Linked DNA regions of Macaca mulatta: region 2 is linked to region 1. Evidence: chromatin contacts called from public Hi-C data. All regions are on one chromosome and are shown on one strand. The core of a region is the stretch at or near the end of the contact, and the rest is flanking DNA. Distances in the headings are between cores, read along the strand shown.

Region 1 (5,439 bases), core at 2,088-4,587:
CAGGAAGTCTGTGTGTGTGCCAGGGGATCTCAAACTCTTGGCCTCCAGCAGTCAGGAGATTTTTTAAAACCTTTATCTTTTACCCTCTTGCTTTTTAAAATCCAGTATGTCTTTCTATAGCACTTGACATACATGGGCAGAAGTCATTCTGGAACGTGAAGATGGGAGCATGGACTTTCTGGAGCATCCCAGGTGGGGTTCCTGTGGCTGCTGTAACACAGGACCACAGACCAGTGGCTGCAGACAGCATGGATTTGCTATTATATCTCATAGTCCTGTAGGGTAGAGTCTAACATGGGCTAAACTCAAGGTGTCGCCAGGGCTGTGTTCCTCCCGGAGGCTCTAGGAGAGGATCCCTTTGCCTTTCCCAGTTTCTGCAGGGCATCTACCAGCCTCAGCTCATTGTCGTCCCCTCCCTGCATTTGCAAAGCCAGCAGAGTAGCATCTCTGTGGCATTCCCACCTGGTCACATCTTCTCCTGGGATGCTCTCCTTCTGCCTCCCTTTGCGCTTTCATTGTGCCCTTGTGATTCTATTGTGTCCATCTGGATAATCCAGGATAATCTCCCTATTTTAAGGTCTGCTGATTAGCAACTTTAATTCCATCTGCAGCCTTAATACCCCTTTTCTGTGTAACCTGACCTAGTCACAGGTTCTGGGGATTAGGACTTGGGCATCTTGGGGGACCGTCATTCCACCTGCGGCAGTGGCAGGCTAAACCTTAGGCGTCTGATATTGTGAACCTGGCTCACTGGCCTTTATCTTCTTGCCGATCCTATTGGTATTCGCCTGAGATGTTTTTCTTTTCTTTCTTTTTTTCTTTTTGTTCTGTGCCCACAGTAGGTGCTTTAGAATCATGGAGTCCAGTTGCCTTCTGGGAATCCACTGTAGTAAGTGGCCGAGGTTTTTAAAGCAGCCCTAGGGGAGATGCAATTCCCTGCTTATGTTCAGGTTTTTCAGGAAGACGAGTCTGCTCAGGAAACATAGGAGGTTAGTTGCATTTTCCTCATTAATGCAGGATGTTAAAATACTCAGAGGGAACCCAGTAGTCCTCTCAAGATGAGTTTAAATTTCTTATACTTGGAGAAGTTGTTGAGAAATACTGGATTCTAATTTCCAGAACTCTGGTGGGGAAGGAGCCTGGGAACCTGGTCTGAATTGAGAATGGGGATTGAGGATTTTTGGACTTTTGAAAGACTGACTCGTGCTCTCCTGTTAGTTCTGTTGAACTGCTGCCTAAATGGAGGGAATGTGTGTCCTGTCTTGTGTTGTGCAGCAATGCAGTGGGGACACCTGGGACATGAGCCAAACGTTGACAGAGGGGAGCACTTCCAGGAATATTATTAATACAGAGTAAGTTTTAACTTCACCTTTTGTGCAAACTTGACATTATAGATGTTGGAATAGGATTATTTTTCCCTTGCTAAGAGGTTAGCAAAATCAATACAGTGTGTCTGACAGGCCCTAGAGAACACTCTACGTTTGTTAACTTTAAATTTGGGTTGGAAATTGATGTTGTCGGAGGAGCAAGGCATGTTTAGGCCTGATGATTTTTGGATAGCTTGACCAAACCCAGTACAGCCAACTTTTCCCCAAAACTCCTGTGTCCTTCTCAGTGGTTCCCGTGCCTGTGCAAGGACCCAGCACTCACCCCAGTGTGCCTCCTTGGGCTGTGGCTAACTTAGGCTGACATCCTGATAGAACGCAGTGACCACCTGGTCGTTTGATTACAGTGCTTCTTCCAGACAGCACGCTCAGAATTGCGTTTCTTACTCCAGTCTTCTTGCCCTGTAAGCATTTTCTGTGATCGCCAAATCAACCATAAAATCATTTAATTTTTTGGAAGTGGAAAATCAGACTTATTAAAATGCTGTGTTTTTGTTTTAAAGCTCAGAGGTATAGAGACCCATGAATTTTTTCCAATGCCTTCTCATAATGTGGTTTTGGTTTAGCTGCGGTTCTTCCAGGTGCAGATTTCTGAGCCCTCTGCAGATCTGCTGCGTCAGAATTTATGGCCTGGGTCTTAGGACTTTGCAATTTAAAATAACCCCTCCAGGTGAGGCTAATGCACCCTAAATTTGGGGCCAGCTCATGGGTTGTAAACTGTACTGCCCTACACAGCAGCAGCACAGTTTTAGGCTCAAAGGACTCAAACTTTTGAGTTTTTACTGGTCCAGTAAGTACATTTCACCAGAGAAATAACAAAAGTATTTGCAGAGGGAGACCAGAGCATCATCTTTGTTAGTGCAAAGGCTTAACATAGGGGAATGTGGCTTCTATGGCCAGGCCAGTGGGCTTCCTAACACAGCATATGGAATTAGGCAGACTTAACCTCCCCCGTGCCCGCCCCGGTCAGTGCCAGCATGGGCTTGAGCTGCGTCTTCACACTGATGGTCCATCCTTTGGACTGATCTCCTCATGGAGGATAAAATACAGCAAGGGGCGGGGCTTGGCTTGGCACAGCCAGTTCTTTACCCAAACTCCTGCCAACACTGGCCCTTCTTTCTTCCCCTGGTTGGAGTGCGTGAGGGTGGGGGAGGCAGGAAGAATATGCTGGACAGAGCTTCTTCCATCTAGAAGGGAATTTCAGGAGTAAGAAAGCAGCAGCTCCTAACACACCTAGGAGAAAGCAAATGCTTAGTAAACAGTTGAGGAATGAACTAAGAATTTTCAGACAGATTTTCCTCATCTGGAGCAATTGCAGAACCGCCTCTTCTTTGCTCGAGTGCTTTGTTTTTTACGGATTCATTTAAGGTCATGGTTCCAGACACTAATGTAAATCAGCACATATATTACTGAGGATGTAGAATACCTCCAGGCCCAGCTGCCTTGGAGCAGGAGAAACAGTTCATCCTCATTACCATCCAGAATATTTTATGTTCAAGATAATGCACAATCAATTTACTTTTTATCATATTCGACTTTGATTTGAGTACACTTTTGAGTTTGGATGTCAGCCACGTTGCTTCTGCGTGTTAATCTTTATTTACGGGAATAAATGGGAAGCAGTCAGCCATTTTTCATTCTTTACTGGGGAGCCACATTACAGTGGAAAAGGTAAAATTATAAGCTAATGAGACCAGAGGTCTGTATGTGGGAAAACCATCCTCATCCCTTCACAATTGTCTTTGAACCAGTTTCCCTGGGATTGTTTGAAATGTAGCAAACATGGCTCATGGTTACCCCAACAAACAGCTTTGACCGTGACACAGAGCGTATAGAATGTTTCCCGTCTTCCTTGTCAGTGCGGCCAGGAGAAGTCTTCCCTCTCCTAACCTCTGGGTAGTGCCTGTCTCTGCTGTATTCAGGCATTGCTTTCATTTTTTAGAACAGCTGCTCCAGTGTGGTTAGTGTGAATGACAGCCCAGCAGGAGGAATGGACTTGACACTGGAGACTGCACCACCCCACATTTCTTTGTCCCCTCAAGATGATTTAACTAGCTCCCTTCCCTTTTTCTTCATGCAATAACCCCAGAAGCTCGGCCGGCATTGCCAAGTTAGAGTGAACCTTAACCTGTGTATGACTCAGAATTCACATCTGCCGTGTCAGTGAACACACAGATCTCTTGGCGAACACATGGTTATCAAGATGCACATGCTCTTACGTATCCTGCCGGATTCTGGTAAGGCGCTGCTTGCGCAGTAACCACTTGTCAGGTGCTTATGATGCCTGTGACGTGAGGCTGTGGATGCAGAATTTGTGGTCTGAACGTTTATGAGTAGATAAAAATGGAAACTGAAATTGGTGAAGCAAACTTGTGGCTTTTCCTATTTTCTCATCTCGTTTGTAGTTATAACTAGAAGGTCTTCTTCATCAGTGATTGTGTTTAACAATTTGTTTACAAAATCCTATTTATTAAAATAAAAATCGTAAGAACTGCACTGCTGCTTTTCAGTGTTTGCCACTCTAGGGACCTGTATTCCTCCTCTCTCTTCTTCATCCTCCCTTTTCTTTTTTTTTGTTTCGTCGTCGTTGTTTGTGTGCGTGTGTGAGTGTGTGTATGTGGTGGGGTGGGGGTTGCCAAATCTTATGCACCGAATCTTTGAAAATGTCCTGAAATACTTATCAAATCACTAGAGCGAAGAGAAGCCCGTCTGATTTCTTCGTCTCCCAGCTGAGGAAGGACACACTTTCCCCCTCTCTCCAGGGAAGGCCTCTGTGTCCCAGCGGGGGGGGGGGGGGGGGGGAGCTGACGTCGCACTCAGTGCTGACATTTCTTGTTCCCTGGGTGAGCGCTGATTCCAGATCCTCTTCAGCCCCTCAAGCTGAACTGAGCTGCTCTTGAAGGTCCTGACCTTAACTCACACCACCTGCTACTACCTTTCTGGGTCTTGGATTTTGTCCTTACCCAGGTCCCAGGGTCATCCTAAAGGCTCTTGATAGCCCTGTGGCTGTGCTTGCTAATACACTGTCCTCGTATTTTGTCAGTGAAGTAAATGCAATAATGTTTCCTTCTCTTTAATCCAAACCACTGTCTTCATTGAAGATACTTCACCTCTAAGCTCTTAGTCTCTGCAATCTGCCCTCTCCAACCTTACCCCTCACACCCCACCTTCCTGTTGTCCCCATCTTTCCCTTCTGTTCTAGTCATTCTCGTGGGGTGCAGGGCGTGGAAGCCTGGGAGGGCTTTGCCGAAGTCCAGTTGCCTGCTCACTTTCCCAAGGGCCAGAGCAATGGGGGAGGTAGGAGGAGGTGTGGGCACCTGTATCCATTTGTGTTGAAAAAGGCACCCAGGCTATTGTGAGGTCCTTTCCTGCCCCCAGCCTGGTTTCTGGGCCTCCCTGGAGTCTCTCTGGTGTTTTGTGTTCCGGAATCGCTTATCAGCCTGGACTCCTTCAGCAGCAGCTGCTGCAGTGCCTTTGTAGTCATAGCACACACGTTTAACCCGATCCACTGACCTGCTGTCCCAGATGGCCCTGGTGTGTTCTCTCTGTCCTTAGCTGCAGAAATTGCTGGTGAATGTCACTAAGTTAAGCGGTGTAGCTTTATAACAAGTGGATGCAGCCAACTGGGGCTGGACGACCAAGAGTTTGCAGCCCCTGCCGTACCCTGTGTTACTGTTCAGTTCCCCTAGCTGTTGGTTTGGCCCAGTGGTTTTCAGTTTGGGCTGCACATTAGAATCACCTGGGGGAGGTTTAAAACCCTAGCTCTGTCCCCATGCCCTGGGGCTCACACCTGACTTCATTGGTCTGGGGCTGGCAGGCCTGGACATTGGTGGTTTGCTTAGAAGCTGCCCGGGTGGTTCTCATAGCAACCAGGGTCGAGCACCAAGGCCCGTTCTTATCTGGCTCCCCAGGCCCCCTTTAATCTCCCTCTGCAGCAGGTTGGCGCATATCGCATTGTGAAGCAAGCCATCTGATAATCCTCCTTAATCGTCTTTGAAGATCTTCCCTCTGCCTGTTGATCCTTTAAGGAAGAAGTCTCCTTGCCAGGATCGGC
Region 2 (5,439 bases), core at 1,986-4,485, 73 kb before region 1:
CATTTTTTTTTTAAATGGGTTCTTTCATGGCTTAAGACTATGAAACTGGCTCAGAGCTTCCTGGTGGCCAAAGTAGATAGAAAAATACAGTCAGTTTTAATAATCTTGGTCATCTGCCATGCAAAAGCTTACCAGTTTCTTGAAAGCAAAAGAGCTTTTCTTCATAGATCTGAAATAAATGTCTAGTTTATTAGTCTTCTTACAGAGGATGTTGACGTAATGGATCACGATTTTATAAACACCCCACAATAAGTGACATATGGCAAGCTTCATATTATAGTTCCTAATAACCATCCCTCAGGGAAAGACAAGGACATGACCCCGAGTGCAGGGTTATAGGCTGTTGTGGTGGGTGTGTGGGAGTAGATGATAAAGGACAGGAAGATAAACTGCCACACCTCTACAGTTTCAAGATAACATAGCCTTACCCAAAGGCGAAGCCTGGAATTGTGTACCTTCAGGATGTGGAAGCAGCGTCCTGTGTAATTAGAAATTATAATTTTCTCAGCACATTTTAAGAATTGATTATTTATTTATGTATGTATTTATTTAGAGACACAGGGTCTTGCTCTGTCACCCAGGCTGGAGTGCAATGGCACGATCATAGCTCACTATAACCTTGAACTTCTGGGCTCAAGTGATCCTCTAGTCTCAGCCTCCTGAGTAGCTAGGACTATGGGCCCATGCCACCACACCTGGCTAATTTTTTAAATTTTTTTTATTTATTTTTTGTAGAGACAGGGGTCTCACTATATTGCCCAGGCTGGTCTCAAACTCCTGGTCTCAAATGATCCTCCTGCCTCTGCCTCCCAAAATGCTAGCATTATTATTCAATTACTTTTCTTCCTTTATAATATAAACTGTACACATTTTACAAAGGCTTGGCTAGTGAGGGTAGGTAGCACTGACTCCTATCCATGAGGGTCACAGGCTAGGGAAGGGCATCTGAGAATGTGTGTGTGTGTGTGTGTGTGTGTGTGTGTGTGTGAGAGAGAGAGAGAGAGAGAGAGCGCGAGAGAGCACGTGTACCTTTTGTTTATCAAAATACTTTAGGGTTTTTTGTTTGTTTGTTTGTTTTTTTGAGACGGAGTCCGGCTCTGTTGCCCAGGCTGGAGTGAGGTGACGCCATCTCGGCTCACTGCAAGCTCCGCCTCCTGGGTTCACGCCATTCTCCTGCCTCAGCCTCTTGAGTAGCTGGGACTACCGGCGCCCGCCACCACACCCGGCTAATTTTTTTGTCTTTTTTAGTAGAGACGGGGTTTCACCGTGTTAGCCAGGATGGTCTCGATCTCCTGACCTCGTGATCCACCCGCCTCGGCCTCCCAAAGGGCTGGGATTACAGGCGTGAGCCACTGCGCCTGGCCGTTTTTTTTTTTTGTTTTGTTTTTTTGTTTTTTGTTTTTGATACAGAGTCTTGCTCTGTGGTCCGGGCTGGAGTGCAGTGGCGCAATCTCAGCTCACTGCAACCTCCGCCTCCCAGGTTCAAGGGATTCTCATGCCTCAGCCTCCCCGAATAGCTGGGATTACAGGCGCCCGTCACCACGCCCGGCTAATTTTGTATTTTTAGTAGAGATGGAGTTTCACCATATTGGCCAGGCTGGTCTCGAACTCCCGATCTTGTGATCTGCCCTCCTAAACCTCCCAAAGTGCTGGGATTACAGATTTGAGCCACGGCGCCCGGCCTGAAGACTGCAGGTTTGAAAGGGGTGAAAAACCTCAGTACTGAAAGAATGGACAGAAATCTGACTTTTAAATAGTCCTCCATAAATAGTTTTCATTCGGGGTTTTGCGGCCTGTAAGTACTGTGGACTTCATGGCACAAGACTTCTAGAGAAGGCTTCTGAGTAGAGTGTTGACTCCATGGGGCTTAGTCTTCAAAGGAAACCCATTCTGCGGCACAGGTTTTAAGCCAGTCATGTTGCAGGGAGGCAAAGGAGAGCTTAAGGTAGGATGGGTGTGCTCTTTTGAAAACCAACTAGCAGGCAAACAGCAGATATTTAGTTATGTAGCTGGCAACGAGGAAGATGATTCTTTCAGGTCACGCGAGTTCTCTCTTAACTTCCTTGAATGAAAATCCTAAATGCATCCTGGTAATACCCAAGTAGGCACTTTGATGTTTCCTTTTCAAAGGCAAATGGAATGTTCTGCGTCTGTTTCTTTTTGAACTCACAACTGCACTTAACATCTAAATTTAAGGAAAGGCTTCCTGAAAAAGTAGACTGACGAATTTCTTTCACTTATTTAAAGTAGTCTCTTGCAGTCCTATAAATCGGAAGGATTAAATGAACTGCTTGCTAGAGAAACAGTAGCTGGGACGTGGGAAGAATCCTACGGTGGCTAATAAGACGTCTCGATCGTTTGCGTATGCAAAGGATAACCTTAAGCTTGAGTTTGATATTTCACGTTGCGGCTCAAAAATGAACTGCCTTTTATTCAAAGAACCATGCTGTATGTTTTCGTGTGGGTGGGTGTGTACTCGGGGCGGGCGCTATGTTGGTTTTGTTCCCTACAAGGTTGACACAGGCAATGGCGACTCGCGGCCACACTGGGGCAGCCTCTCCTCGGCTGGCGGCCGGGCCGGGCGGCTTGCTCCCGGGAGCTGACAATGTAGCCAAGTCCTGCTCGCCGGGGCTGCAAAGAATTTAAAGGGGTCTAGAAACATCCATCTTTTCCCCTTTTCCCAGTTAACAGCGAGCTCAGGGCTCTTGGTAAAAAGACCACCGGGAGGAAGAAACGCTCAGGGCGTTTTTGTTATTGTTCGCAAAAGCCTCTATCGCCCCCAAACGTCCAGCGCGCCCCCTCCCCTAAGCGGAGGGAAACTGGGAGGGGAGGGAGGGTCGGCGGCGCCGGCCAAGCGCGCCCGTACACGCCCCTGCGGACCCGCCTAGCGGCGGGGTGACCCCCACCGCGCCGCGCTGGAGGCCCCGGGCCGGGGTGGGCGTGGGGCTGAACTCCGCTACCCCCGCAGCCCGCGGCCCTCTCCCCAGCCCGGCTTGTGATTGGCTTGGGGGGCGCGTGCGCCCGCCCCGACGAGCGGGGAGGGTCCCCTCGCGGCGCCGGTGGGAGGAGGCGGAGGAGGGGGCGGAGAGAGCGGGGGCCCGGACGGCGCTAGCGAGGAGGCGGGCGAGCCGGGTCCCCGGGAGCGCGAGGAGGCTCGGAGAGGGGCGGAGAGCCGTGGGGCGGGAGGGAGGCGCGGGCCGCAGGGAGGGAAAGCCCGGCGGGCTCTGCGCCGCCGCCGCGCGCAGGGAGAGGCGCCGGGGCTGCCGCTGGGTGCTCGGCGCGCTCTCGGGAGCCGCCGGCCCGCTGGTCCCGTAGCCTTCCGGGAGGAAGCGGCGCCGGCAGCGGCCGGGGCGCGCGCTCGGGCACCCTCACCTGCCGGCGCCCGGCCGGTTCCCCGGCAGGGCGTGCGCAGGGCAGGGTGCGGGACCCGGGGGACCTGGAGGCAGAGGGGAGACCCGGCCGCCCGCGCCGCAGCATAGCAGCCGGGAGCGCCCCGGACCCCGCGCGGGTCGCCGGCTCCATGGCGACCGGGCTCGGGGAGCCGGTCTATGGACTTTCCGAAGACGAGGTGAGTGGCACCCCCTTCCTGCCCGGGACTCCCCAGGGAGTTCCTGTCCCGCGCCGGCAGGGGGAGGGGAAAGGGGCCGCCCCCGGGGTGCTCGTACCCGGCGTCTGCAGGAGCCCCAAAGCGGGAGGGCCCCGGAGCGGGATCGAGGGGAGCTTGGGTCCTTCCGCATCCCCCATCCTCCTCAAGCCGAGCGCATTGTTTGTAAATAAAGCGGCGCGACGCCCTTGGAGCTGGGGGTTCACTCCGCCGCTCCTCGCTTTTGGGAGGGGAGGGAGGGGGCACGCGCGCCTCTCTTCCCCCTTCGTCTCTTCCCCCTTCCTCTCCAAGCAGCGTCTCCTGGGGCTGTTGGGCAACTTTCCGCCTCTCGCCCCTGCAGCCCGGGAGTCCATGATGCATGTCACGTCTGGGTCGCGCGGCTGGAGACCCGGGGCTGCGGAGGAGCCGGATCATTTCCCCCTGGAACTTTCTGTCTCATGATTGTGTGGATCAGCAGGCGCTCAGAAGCCTGTGCGTGCTTATCCCGCCGGGAATGGGGGACACGCTGCGCGTGTCCCTCCCCTCGTTTTGCAAAGTCTACGGCTAGGATTGTGGATTTCGGAGCCTCGGTGGGGGAGGTGTTCAAGGCTGGTGGCAGGTGCTCCTGCAAACTTGGGGAGGAAGCTTGCAGCCCTGCCATTTTTTTCCTCCCGAGGATTCAAAGCCCGGCACCTCCGGGGTGGGTGGGGAGAGGAAAGCTCAATTGATCTCTTTTATTAATAAAGCGAATGAATAAGCCACGCCTTCCAGGCGGTCGGTTTCACTGGAAAGGGCTTTGTTTTTACCTTCACTCTCTCTTCCGTGCCTCCCACTCCCCCCTTTTGAAACAGTCCTTCTAAATCACTGCCTAGTCCTCTTTCGACCAGCCACCCTCGGCCCTTACTGGTATGTTGCTCTGCCAAAAAGGGGGGTGGGACCCTTGTCGCGGGCGCGGCGTGACAGGCAGGCTGGATGGAGCAGGTAGGAGTGGTTTGCCATCTGTCGGGGTGCGCGCTCAGGTCTGGCTACCCTTTCGAGAGGTGAATTTACAACCCAAGAAGCATTACTCAGCAGGGAGGTATTTCCTATCCTGGTTGTGCATTTCATGAAAAGTTGATGCCTGGAAATTCAGGCTTTCTCGATTTCTCTTTCTTTCCCTCCCTCCTTTCTTTTCAGAGGTTCTCTCTTTCTCTCGTGATGGGGGTGGGGTTGGAAGAAAGGCTATTATCTGAGACAGGCTCGCGTTATGGCTCCGCTCTCTGCAGCTCTCCTACTCTGGCATAGTGTGTGTGTGCCTGTGTGCTACGTAAGTGTGGAATGAAAGGTATTTTGGGGTGGGAAGGGTGTTTGGGGTATGAATTGTTTTGTTAGCGGTGCTAGGCAAAGCTTGATGTATTTATTTGATCAAAGAATGATCACAGTGCAAATAATGTGTGATTTGTGTGTTTGATTACTTTGCCTTGCTGTGCTTTTGTAAAATAATTTCCCGTTTTGTGTAACTACCTGGGGATAGGTGAAAAGTAGCATTGTTTCATTGACCCCGGGGGATTCTCCTCTCTCCCTCCTGGCTTCTCTCTTTGAGGAGCTTTCGCTTGCATCCTTTACTTCTCCATTTAATTAGTGGCAGTAGAGGGCAGGCCCTGAGCTCTTAGAGTTGCAGAGACACGGACATTCCTAAACAAAGGGGCTACTTGGGTTGACGTATTGCGGGGCCCGGGGGGGGGGGGCGTGGGGGTGAGGACAGCTGCATTTCATCCTAGGTTCTTTTAAAAAATGTTTTAATAACATGATTATTTGTAAAAACTCCCCGAAAAAAGGATTTTAAGAATGTTTTGAGAAGTGCAACTGGATAAATA

Evidence for each region. A called contact is a pair of places that touch in the nucleus more often than the background predicts.
Region 2: a contact with region 1 is called in a Hi-C map of fetal cortex germinal zone, with 2.3 times the contacts expected there. The contact joins the promoter of NEDD4L here to the enhancer-like site in region 1. A contact is called at or near these places in 9 of 14 Hi-C or Micro-C datasets (CD4 T cells, blood, cortical neurons and 5 more).

What each region holds. Positions count from the first base shown.
Region 1 is chr18:22,887,204-22,892,642 of T2T-MMU8v2.0, reverse strand. All of the region lies in intron 1 of NEDD4L (NEDD4 like E3 ubiquitin protein ligase), which reads left to right. Among named protein-coding and RNA genes, the nearest start is that of NEDD4L, 72 kb to the left of the region's middle. Within about 2 kb of position 3,337, at least 16 of the 40 cell types and tissues checked have an H3K27ac peak or open chromatin away from gene starts, as enhancers often do. A contact at or near this core is called in blood, where this site is marked.
Region 2 is chr18:22,959,890-22,965,328 of T2T-MMU8v2.0, reverse strand. It overlaps NEDD4L (NEDD4 like E3 ubiquitin protein ligase), which reads left to right and starts at 3,235. Exons shown (of 27, transcript XM_077974748.1): 1 at 3,235-3,568. The coding sequence starts at 3,521.